Regions from separate parts of the Mus musculus genome. Here region 2 is linked to region 1. Evidence: chromatin contacts called from public HiChIP or PLAC-seq data. All regions are on one chromosome and are shown on one strand. The core of a region is the stretch at or near the end of the contact, and the rest is flanking DNA. Distances in the headings are between cores, read along the strand shown.

Evidence for each region. HiChIP or PLAC-seq counts read pairs in DNA pulled down with a chosen protein or histone mark.
Region 2: a contact with region 1 is called in an H3K27ac HiChIP or PLAC-seq map of VIP interneurons, with 6 times the contacts expected there. The contact joins two enhancer-like sites. A contact is called at or near these places in 1 of 39 promoter capture datasets (hippocampal neurons), 4 of 484 Hi-C or Micro-C datasets (cerebellum, cortical neurons and forebrain) and 3 of 115 datasets of contacts at active chromatin or transcription factors (VIP interneurons, astrocytes and embryonic forebrain).

Annotation. Positions count from the first base shown.
Region 1 is chr13:84,056,145-84,061,706 of GRCm38.p6, reverse strand. All of the region lies in intron 1 of Gm17750 (predicted gene, 17750), which reads left to right. Among named protein-coding and RNA genes, the nearest start is that of Gm17750, 5.8 kb to the left of the region's middle. RefSeq lists an enhancer at 633-3,476. Within about 2 kb of position 2,231, at least 74 of the 459 cell types and tissues checked have an H3K27ac peak or open chromatin away from gene starts, as enhancers often do. A contact at or near this core is called in VIP interneurons, where this site is marked.
Region 2 is chr13:85,163,648-85,168,886 of GRCm38.p6, reverse strand. No RefSeq gene overlaps it. Among named protein-coding and RNA genes, the nearest start is that of Ccnh, 23 kb to the left of the region's middle. Within about 2 kb of position 3,971, at least 13 of the 459 cell types and tissues checked have an H3K27ac peak or open chromatin away from gene starts, as enhancers often do. A contact at or near this core is called in VIP interneurons, where this site is marked.

The sequences.
Region 1 (5,562 bases), core at 982-3,481:
TCTTCCTTTCTTTCTTTCTTTTTAAGTAGAAAGGGAATAATATTTGAGTTTAAGCAATTGTATCACATCCACTCAACTTTTTGATCAATACTGCCTGCCTTTTGTAATTCAGAAATTCAGAGCTCATCACTTTACTATCTGAAATTGGGGGACAAGTTTGCTCTATGTCCCTCTGAGAAGGGTCTGAGCAGGTCAGCAACAAGCTATTGTTCAATTCTAACATTTGACTGAAGAAACTATGAACTTTTACTTTTTAATGTTAGTGATCTGAACTAATTCTCCCAAACAATATTACCTGCAGATTTTAAAAATTGAAATAAGGATTTGAACAATAATAATAATTGAAAAGTACCTTACACTATATTGACTAAAGCCTCCGAGTTAAATCTCAGAGTTCTTTTCAGATTGACTTTGTATACTGATTATTTGTAAAAAATAACATTTGAGTGCATAGCTATATAACATTTAAGCTGTTGGGAGATACCGAGCCATTCATATTGTTCAGTCATTTATGTTTTAATGCATGGTCCTAAGTCCTAGTTACCTTAGAAAGAAAAAAGTGTTTGTTTACATAAGTTGCTATAGCAACAGTAGTTAGAAATTGTAGTTGGAAGAGGATGAGGAGCATGCCGGCCTTCAGCTCTTTGCATGGATAGATCTCTTTCTAAGACTCTGAGAGCGTCTTCAATTTATTGCTCACATGTTACCTCATGTTTAAGAACTTACTGTGAGAATGTATTCAGAGATACAATCATCTGATTCCCCCCCCCCCCTCCCCACACACTTTTTATTTGCCCCAGAAATCAGCCTTGCCCTATTTGGAGAATTCAGAGATGTTATGGACCTTTTAGTGTTTCAACAAAAAGTTGAGGACCGTGAAGTCAGAAATCCTCTCCCCAAATGTTAAGGGCCAGGTTGCCTGCTGCTGTTTCTCTGTGCAGACTCATGGAGACGGGTGCCTCTCAGCCTTTGCTCTGCCCTCTCTTCTGTGATTTCTTTATTTTTTAAATTGGCCCTACCCTTTTCTACTAGATCGCTTGATTTGGCCATACTTCCCTTAGTACATTCTCATTGTTGCTCTCAGAACTTATATGAGGTTTGGACTGGTAGTGTTTTTCCTTATTTTCAAAGCTTTGAGATTCAGATGTGAAGAGCTAAGACAGTTCTCTGGACATGCTCACAGATTCTACCCAAGACCTTAAGCCATGCTTTTACACTTATGGGAAAAGGAAAAAATATGCACAAGCTTCTGATACTAAGGGCACAGCCTGGACATACACCTTGTCCTCTTCTTCTTGGCCTCATCTGCCCTAAAGAATGAATATATTCATCCCTAAGGTTGCTGCTTCAAAGTGACCAGTGAGATGCTAACAGGTCAGCTGGCTGTCCTGTTGGACAGAGGGTCCATAAATCAGAGAAGACTTGGTATGGTTGAAAGAAGAAGGTAGTCCAGCCTGAGGGGAGCCCCCTGTAAATCTCTCCAGGAGCTTTGTTCCTGGTAGGGGTAGGGGTGGGGGTTGGAGTTGGGGTAGTCATGGCTGTAGCTGTTATTAATGCCCTGGCCCTCCTGCAGTGGGTGCTAACTTCTTGTGCATGAGAGCTGCCTCTACCCTTCCCAAACATCGGCTGCTTGGAAAAGTCAAGCAGGGCTGAACTCTGATTTTCATTTAATAGTCAAAACCAAGATGCGTTTGGGCTATGATGATAGGACAGCTCCCTTGAAAAGATTATTTGAACTACAAAGGCATTCATTTAGGGCTAGCGATGTTGCAAAAGGGTCTGCTAGAAATTAGCAGCCTGTCCTGGTATTTGGAGAGCAAGAGTGACAACTTACTGGAAGTTCTCAAGGAATCATTTATATTTCACACTCCACTAGGCAGCTGATTTGAGATTGTCTGTTAGCATAACAAAGGCTCTGAGCCTGTGAACTTCAGAAACCTTTCGACCTCTTAGCTGCTGGCATGAATAGCCCCCAGTCCTGCCTATAGAGATCTCCCAAAGCTCCCCTGTTCGTGGCTAAATTGTTAATCAGGGTAATTTAATATAGTTTTCAATATGCCTCATCTCTTATTGGGAAAGGTATTCACAGCTTCCCTACCCCTGAAAAAAAAAAGTTCTTTTATTCAAGTGTGAGAGGGGCAGCTGCAGACAGACCCCCTTCTCTTTACTTCACCTCCCCCCCATCCCACTCCTTCCCAGCCACAGTTTTCTGAGTAGCAACCACGGGGAAAGGACAGAAAGAGAACTACGTTGACATTCCCTTTGCATGCACTCCACCCTGAACCTGAAGCTCAAGGCTGTTTATGCTGCGAGACAACTAAACAAAAACCGCAAGCACCACAGTCATAACTAAAACCTCAGAGTGATCACACACACACACACACACACACACACACACACCCCACACCCTGTTCTCCACCTCCCTTTTACCACCACCCTTTCCCCTCCCCCTTCATCCCTCAGCTCAGCTGCTCTTCTGGCCCCGACAAAATGCACCAGACCCCAAGGCCTGCTCATTTTCATTTTGTCGGAGGCAAAGGCAGCCTGCTCACTCCTTTGCACAGCGACACTCGTCCTGTCCCCTGCATCTACTCTCAGTGTGGCTCCCTCGCAGCGTCAATTCACATGCACATTAGTTAACTGAAGAGCAGGAGCACAAATATATTCATTTTAATCCAGTTAAGACCTAAGAGGTCTCATAGGATATTATTCAATAGTTTGAAAACCAAGTATAAAACTCAGCTTTTGCTACAGTGTTTCATCTCAGGGAGGCCTACAGTATGCCTTTCTTTTGCTTTCCACCAGTGCGTGCTCAAGAAATAAAATGAATAATGAAACAATTATAAGCAAAGAACCAGCTGCAGGTGGATATTCTGTTAAAATATTGTATTGTTGACTCTGTTAATTACCGTACTTCTCGTACCCATGCTCAAATTCAGAATGAGAATTTTATAAGATGAAAGGAAAAAAATATGAAGTCACAAATTGTGTTTCTTTTTTTTTTTTTAAATCAAAAACAGAACAATATATCTCTTAATCATATAGTTAACCTTTTGTTCCCATGTGAGAATTTTAGGCCATTTCTAAACGGTATTTGTGTATTTCTGAGCTGCTGTAAGTGTAGTTTTCTATGGGGTTGTTGCTCTGTCTTTTTGCCTTGTGTCTTCAGGGACTTCTTGCCTTTGTCAGACTTTGGTGGGTCTGTTTGCCTCTTAGCCTCCTACAGTTGGTCAAAGCCAGCATCTAGATCCCAAAGTATTTTCCTTGATAGCTCTCTAGGTTAAGGTGGTTCCTGATGCGGATGGGAGACTTGCTTAACTTACTTGGCACCCTACTCTAGCATCACCAAAGTGCTAGAAAGCAGGGAGACAAATCTCTCTTTATTGCACCAGGGACGGGTTATTCAAGCCCCCCAAACAGAAAAACAAATCCAGACACACTCTCAGGAATACATACCCACTCAGTAGCCCAGCTTCTTTCCCAATCTCATTTTTCTGGGTATTAAAAAATGGCTATAAAAATGGGCTTCTTAATTAATGTAAACATCTCAACAGTGTCCATAGATAACAAAATAATTGCATGCAGTTAGATTATTATCAACTTTCAAATCTGCATTTTCATTGGGGGCGGTGGGTTCTGACAGTTTTAATTCCAGTGTTTTGGAAGTTTTTAGATTATAAACATTTCTATCAATAATCTATGCATTATTCATTTTAATGATGTATATTTTATTTTATTCTTTAAGTAATGATTTTCATTTTTCTTGATTTCTTAAACTAGAATATTTTAAAATATAAATTAATAATTATTATGAGCAAGTAGATTGCTGATTTCTCTTTTAAAAATCCAAAGACATAAAATCATTCATTTCACAAGTTCACAGAAATGTAACTTTCATGAGCTGTCTAGAGAGAAAGAAAATACAGTGGCTTTAAACTCAAGACAGAAAAAAACCCCACACAATTGATATTTTCTGTGCTTTTGCTTAACCCTGTTTTCATTAGCCTTTTCCTCATTAGGATTTATGATCCATGTCCTTTTCTATACTTCCACAGCTCTGATTTCTGTTAAATTTTGTAACAGAGGTTAATGAGTACAAAGGAATAGAAGGCCTGTTTGCTTTCATCTATGATGCTCAGTATTTTAAGGCTGTTTATATTTGCATTTAAATTTTTTCTGTAATTTTAAATTGTTAAGATTCAGTGAAATTAATTACATCAGAGTTATCTAACAGGGAAATTTTTTTTTTTTTAAAAAGGAAATTAAACAGTGCAATTCTGCTGAATTGTAATGTTTTCCTGGGCCTGGACCATCTCATGCCCTCTCCAGCACTGTATAGTTTGGGTTTCATGTTTGTGGAAGAAGAAAGATTGGGGGGAGAAGGATGTGTTTTTGGAATGGTGTTTGACAAGGGGAATGAACGCAGACACCAGAACAATTATATTACAATCCCATTGGGGATGCCAGCACCAAATTTAGCCAGACTGATGGGGCACTGTCTAGACGGTCCCTTTTGTGTATCAGCTGCTTTCTCTCTGCTTTATTGCGTTGCCTCAATGTGTGAGTTGAACATGCATATGGATCCCAAGCATAGCCATTCCTGCTATTAAACCTGCTGTCATTTGGCTAACACTCAAGGGCTACGTGTTCCTACTGCATTCCCTTCACGGTATTTTGTAATTAAAATTCAGCTTCCACATTAGTGGTGCAACAAAGGCCATATAACAATGTAGAAGGTGCCTAGACTTTCTTTATATGAAAATATTAACTAGGTAAACATTTTTGTCTTCCCAAACATGTCCGCCTCTTTTTCACTGAAATGAAAGAAAGCCAGAACAATAAGAAATAAAACAATGAGAAGAATGAGCCAGAGTACATATAAATTGCCACCTTTCCTTGTGAAAAGGGCAAAGGACAAAAAGAATGTGTATTAAATGTTTACAGTGTAATTAACAACAGTGTGTGTGTGTGTGTGTGTGTGTGTAGGAGGTTACCCCACTTTGGTAAATCAAGTACAGCCCCATGATCTGGGTTCTTATGGAGTCTCATAAATAGATTCCCAAACTCTTCTTAATAAACAGTTACACGTTGCTTTCTTGTTGTTGGGCAGATAGGAAATCTCAGAGACATTTCACTTCTGGGCAACTGTCAGTATTCTGTTTCATTTGCCAAACTGGTGCAGGGCGGGGGGGGGGGGGGGGCGGGTGGGTTGGGGGGGGAAGTGGATAAGGTTTCCTTATACTTGCCCACACAAACCAGCCATTGTTCACAGGAGTAGGAATGCACCCCTAAATAGGGTGCAAACTTCATGGGTGATGGTGCTGAGAATTTGAAATGAACACAAATTAATTATTGCAATTAGAAAGTGAGAAATAGCAGAATTCATTAATTCTAGTGAAATTCGGAATGAGATCACCTCTTTTAATATAAAATTTATCAGCAAATTTTGCCTACAGTTACCGAGAATTGAAAACCTTGAGAAATTGGAATTCTACAAAATGTAAGTCATTTTAAGTAAAATCTTTGCCTCATATGGAGAACCCAAAGAACTCACTGTTACAG
Region 2 (5,239 bases), core at 2,722-5,221, 1.1 Mb before region 1:
TGTCCTGAGAGGCTCTGCCAGAGCCTGATAAATACAGAGGCGGATACTCCCAACCAACCACTGGACTGAGCATGGTTTCCCCATGGAGGAGTTAAAGAAAGGACTGAAGGAGCTGAAGGACTTTGCAACCCCATAAGAAGAACAACAATATCAACCAACCAGACCCCCCCCCCCCAAGCTCTCAGGAACTAAATCGCCAACCAAAATGTACACATGGCTCCAGCCTCCTATGTAGTAGAGGATAGTGTTGTTGGACATCAGTGGGAGGAGAGGCCCTTGGTCCTGTGAAAGCTCAACACCCCAGTGTAGGGGAATGCCAGGGTGGGCAGGCAGGAGTTGGTGGGTGGGTCAGGGAGCACCTCATAAAAGCAGGGGGAGGGAGGATGGGATAGGGGGTTTCTGGAGGGAAAACTGGGAAAGGGGATAACATTTGAAATGTAAATAAATAAAAGATCCAAGAAAAAAAAGGAAAAAAAAAAGTAATTGTGATTGTCACAGTTCGTATTTTTACTTATATTCATTGAGCCATGAGCCATTGTTAAGGAAGCCCAGAGCATGTAACACCTTCTGGAGCCTGAGGTTCAGCCCTAAAAAGTATTGCTATAAATTTAATGTTATTAATTAATCTTCAAAATACTACTCTAAGCTTTTTATCAAAACTACTGCTCTGGGATGGTGAAAAACATGGCAAGTTCTACCGCATACATCGAGTATGAAGCCCATTACCATGATTATTGTACAGGGAAGTTGGTTACAATAAAGTTTAAACAATGGATAAAGTATCATGTAAAAGTACTGAATGCAAGAAAAGCAAATCCATATCCCAGGTAATTGTAGCCCCCACTGCAAAGTCTATCTAGAACTATCCATTTTTTTTCCTCCTTCTGCCATTATCGCACACTCTTCCATCCACTCCCATCCATAATTTCTGTATGTATACCTGTATGAAGTAGAAAAGCTAGGAAATTTTTCCGTATTGCAGCTCTTTTTTTGCATGGGTCACACTTTGTACTTCATTTAGGGCTTGTAGGACCTGAGTCTAATTACAAGTCTAAAATCAAAGAAGAGATAAGTGCAATGAAGTGGGTCTTGAAACGAATCCACAGTGACAGTCATTAAAGCTGCTCAGACAGTGCAGACCTGGTAGTTTTACACTATAATATTGAGGTTGATACTGTGAGCAAAGGGAGTGAAACTTCCGTTAGCAAAGAATAAACTTTAGGGGCTCAATTTCAGCAGTTTTTTTCCTGATCTTCTCACTCCTCTTCATCCCATATTATATGATATTATTTCCTAACCAGTGCCTTCAGTTTGACATAAGTGCCCCATGAGGCAGGAAGTTGAGCTTCGGTTACAATTTAATCAGACACAAAAAGTAATTCAGCATCTTATTTTCAATAATCTCAGACTGTAGGTCTTCATCAAGACACGTGCAGTACCAGAGTTATTAGGAACCAGAGGACACCATAAGAACATGACCCACAAAATCAGCTGACTGAGACTCATAGGGGCTCACAGAGATCAGAGATCCTGTAGGTGTCTGACTTAGGACCTTTGATATGTGTTGTGACTGAATAGCTTGGTGGTCTTGTGGGCATCCTAGCAGCAGGGGTGGGTGCTGTCTCTGACTCTTTTGGCTACTTGTAGAAGTAGGGGAGGGAGGGAAAACAGCAGTCAGGATGTTATACATGAGAGATGAATGAGCGAGAGAAAGAAAGAGAGAGAGAGAGAAAGTACTCAATGTGTCATCTTTTTCTGTTGATGACTTTTCTTCAGTGTCAGTGAAACAACCAAAACTTTCACTATATAGTTTCTGTTTTGTCCTCATTTGCTTTCCATTGCTGTGATAAATACCCTGACTAAAATCAACACAGGGAGTAAAGGGTTTGTTTCATCTTATGACATATAAACATCATGAAGAAAAGTCAGGACAGGAAATCAAAGCAGGTATCTGGAGAAAGGGACAGAAACAGAGATTGTGGAGGAATGATGCTTGCTGGCTTGCTTTTTTTGATGACTTGCTCAGCCTTCTTTCATCTAGGCCCACCTTTCTAGGAGCTTAGGTAAGCCATTAGAACTTCCCACAGTAGACTAGGTTCTCCAAAATCCAGAGGACCCTTACATTTGCCCCTTACACTTGCCTACAGGCCAATGTGATAGAGACATTTTCTCAGTAGACATTCCCTCTTCTTGGATGACCCTAGTTTAACAAAGTTAAACAAAGTTAACAAAAAACAACCAACACAGCTTCCAAGAGGTGTTCTAGATTGTGTTCAGAGTTACCCAGCTCTCAAATTCTCGTAATTGGCTGGCTCACGGTATCCAACACATATACTTTATTTTTCTCTATTACCACTTCACACTGGTCCATTGTTGTGATTGAGCATGTGTTTATATAAAAAATTGATGAACATAGTTATGGATGCTGAGAAATCCTATAACCCAATCTTCTTTCTGTAACCTCCAGCCCAGGAAACAGTTCCATTGAGCACCTGAAGTGCCAGGAATCATGAGAAGCAGTCATGACAACAATTGTTTTTGAACATGAAAGAGTTAGTTGGACAGGGAGAGGAGTTATCATTTAAGTGCTCCTCCACCAGTTTCCACACTCATTTGCTTGCTGTCATCCAGCACTGCTTCCAGGCTACAGCTGTGGATACAGAGCACTTGACCTGCAAGGCCTAAAATATTTACTCTCTGACCCATTATAGAGTACAGTTAATTCAATGCTGTCCCAGGAGACTGGTTTTGAGAGTTTAGTATGTATACAAGTCACCTGGGGGATCTTGTTAAAATGCTGACTTTGATCTAGGAGGTCAGGCCCCAGGTTTATTCCCATCTTGCTCCCCAGGGAAGTCATGCTATTAGGTTGTAGACTACATTCTCTTTCTAGATTTTTCTCTCTTGTCATAGCTCCTGACCACATCGTCTTTCAAACTTATACTTATTTGAGTTTCTTTAGGTCCATTGAGCTTAAATCCCAATTACTTCTATGTCTCTCTAAATTGTTCTAGTGATGATAAGGATCATACATCTTCCAGCACAAAACTATTACAAAATAAAATAAAAATCTTTGCATTCATATATTAAGTCAGACTGTAGGGTTGATATTTAAGCTTTCTGCAAGCCTTTAGAAAGCAAACACTACACTTCAATTATGAATGGAGAAACTGCTTACTATGCAAATTGCTGGGTGACCAAAGAATTAAGAATATGATATTAATTTCTCTTCTTAATCTCATTTTCAGAATTTTCTTGAGGAGATATCAATAAACTGTAATAGGCAATCATGTATGAAAGTTTACAGACTATGAAAATGGTTTATTTTGTCACTAAGAATCATACACTCAAGCCTTTTAAGAGAAATTTTAAGTAGTTAAGCAAGATGAAGAAGAATTTTGACAGTAAAAATTAGCCAATTTATTTTGCTTTTCTTCTAATCAACAGAAATTTCTACCTGAACTATTTCAGTATATCTTGAGAATAAATGTAATGTGATTATAGGCTACTTGAAAGGCATCCTGGAGACATAAAAAGCAGTTTTAAGTGTTTGGCATTTCAAAAATCCTCATAGCAACTCTGTATCTCTACCAAAAATTATATGCAACTCCACTTCACTATCTAACACATTTAGATGAAATAAATGCAAGTAAATACTCTTTTCATAAATGTGCCCAAAGAAATGTAATAGAGAAAGTATACACACACACACACACACACACACACACACACACACATTCAGGTCTTGCAGTATTTGAGCTCTAAATATTCTAAGAGTCAACACATTTGTCCTTTAATCAACATAATAGTTTTGGGTTTTTAGTTTGTTTCTATTAGCATTCAATTATTAAAAGTAGCAGGATCAGAAAGAAAAAAAAAAAAGCAAGCAACCACCTTGATATATCACAGTTTATCCACATGGTGGAGCCATGTGGCTTAGATCCTGGAGGTTCCAGATTTATTATTCTCATCATTGTGAAACAACTAATTGTAAACCGAGCCAATCAAAGTCCTACATGTAGATTTCTCGGCTACTATGTGTTCTGCTCTCCGAAATCTCTCACTTTAGCACACTGAAATGTTGTTCTGACCCAGTCTGCTTTCAATAGTAGTAGTTCTCAGACCTGGGTTTTGCACTAAAGCCAAGTGCTTACCTGGACAGCTTTTAAACTCTGTCTACTCCTTAGCCTAAGTGAACAGGATCTTTCCACGGTGATACATGGGCAGTGATGGATTTTAAGGCTCCACAGGTAGTTCTATAATGAAATTGATGCTGCATACTTTACTATTGTAAATGTTCCAAAAAAAAAAAATCTAGTTGCATTGTATTTTTGGTAAAAGCATTCACTGGCTCCCTCACTGACTCAAAGATAAAATCAACCTCTTTCACATGATGAGCAGACCTTCTATAACATCTGACCATTTCCTTCCGACTGTCATCACCACTCTCACCTACTTCAATCTGTGCAAACTCAGCCTATAGAATTGCTTCCAGATTTCTAAACTTCAGACTTGTCTACACGTCTAAGCTTGTGCTGATATGCCCAACAATGAATAGAGTAGATAATTATTAATATTTATTGAATGGCAAAATTAAAAATATAAATCAGCTCTCTTATATTTAATGCAGGAATATCTATTTATGACAAACACATCTTAAATGTTTGCTTACCTTTCCATGGAGTGGAGTACAGCATGTAGCATCTCATCAACCAGCAAACCTTGCATAGATTTTAGGGATTCTATGTTCTGCCAACTGACTCAACTTCGAGGTAACATTTGAAACCTCCTCAGGAACCGCTGCTCCTCCTTTATCTCTTTTCTCACTCTAAATTTAAACTCTAGTACCAATGTTTGAAGCAACAAAAGCGTTGCTTGCATGTGAATTATGCTCCAGGCATTCTTTCTGAATTTGTAAGACCCTGGACAGTCATTCGGAATGTTTGCTCTGATAATAGTTCTCGTTCTAGAAATGCTGTCATGCTATCAACCTTTATCATTAAGGCTGATTTCCCCTCCCCACCAACACACATATACTGAGGGCTGGGTATCAAACAAAAGTGCTCTATCACTGAGCTTCAAACTCAACCATGTAAATAGATTTAAATGTCCTGTAAATCAGAGACAAACTAGTAGATTGAAGAAAAAACTGATATAAAATACTAATATACCTTCCTGCCAATGCAGTGATTAAAAGGCAGTAATTAATTTTTTTTTCTTGAATAACCAGATCATGTAG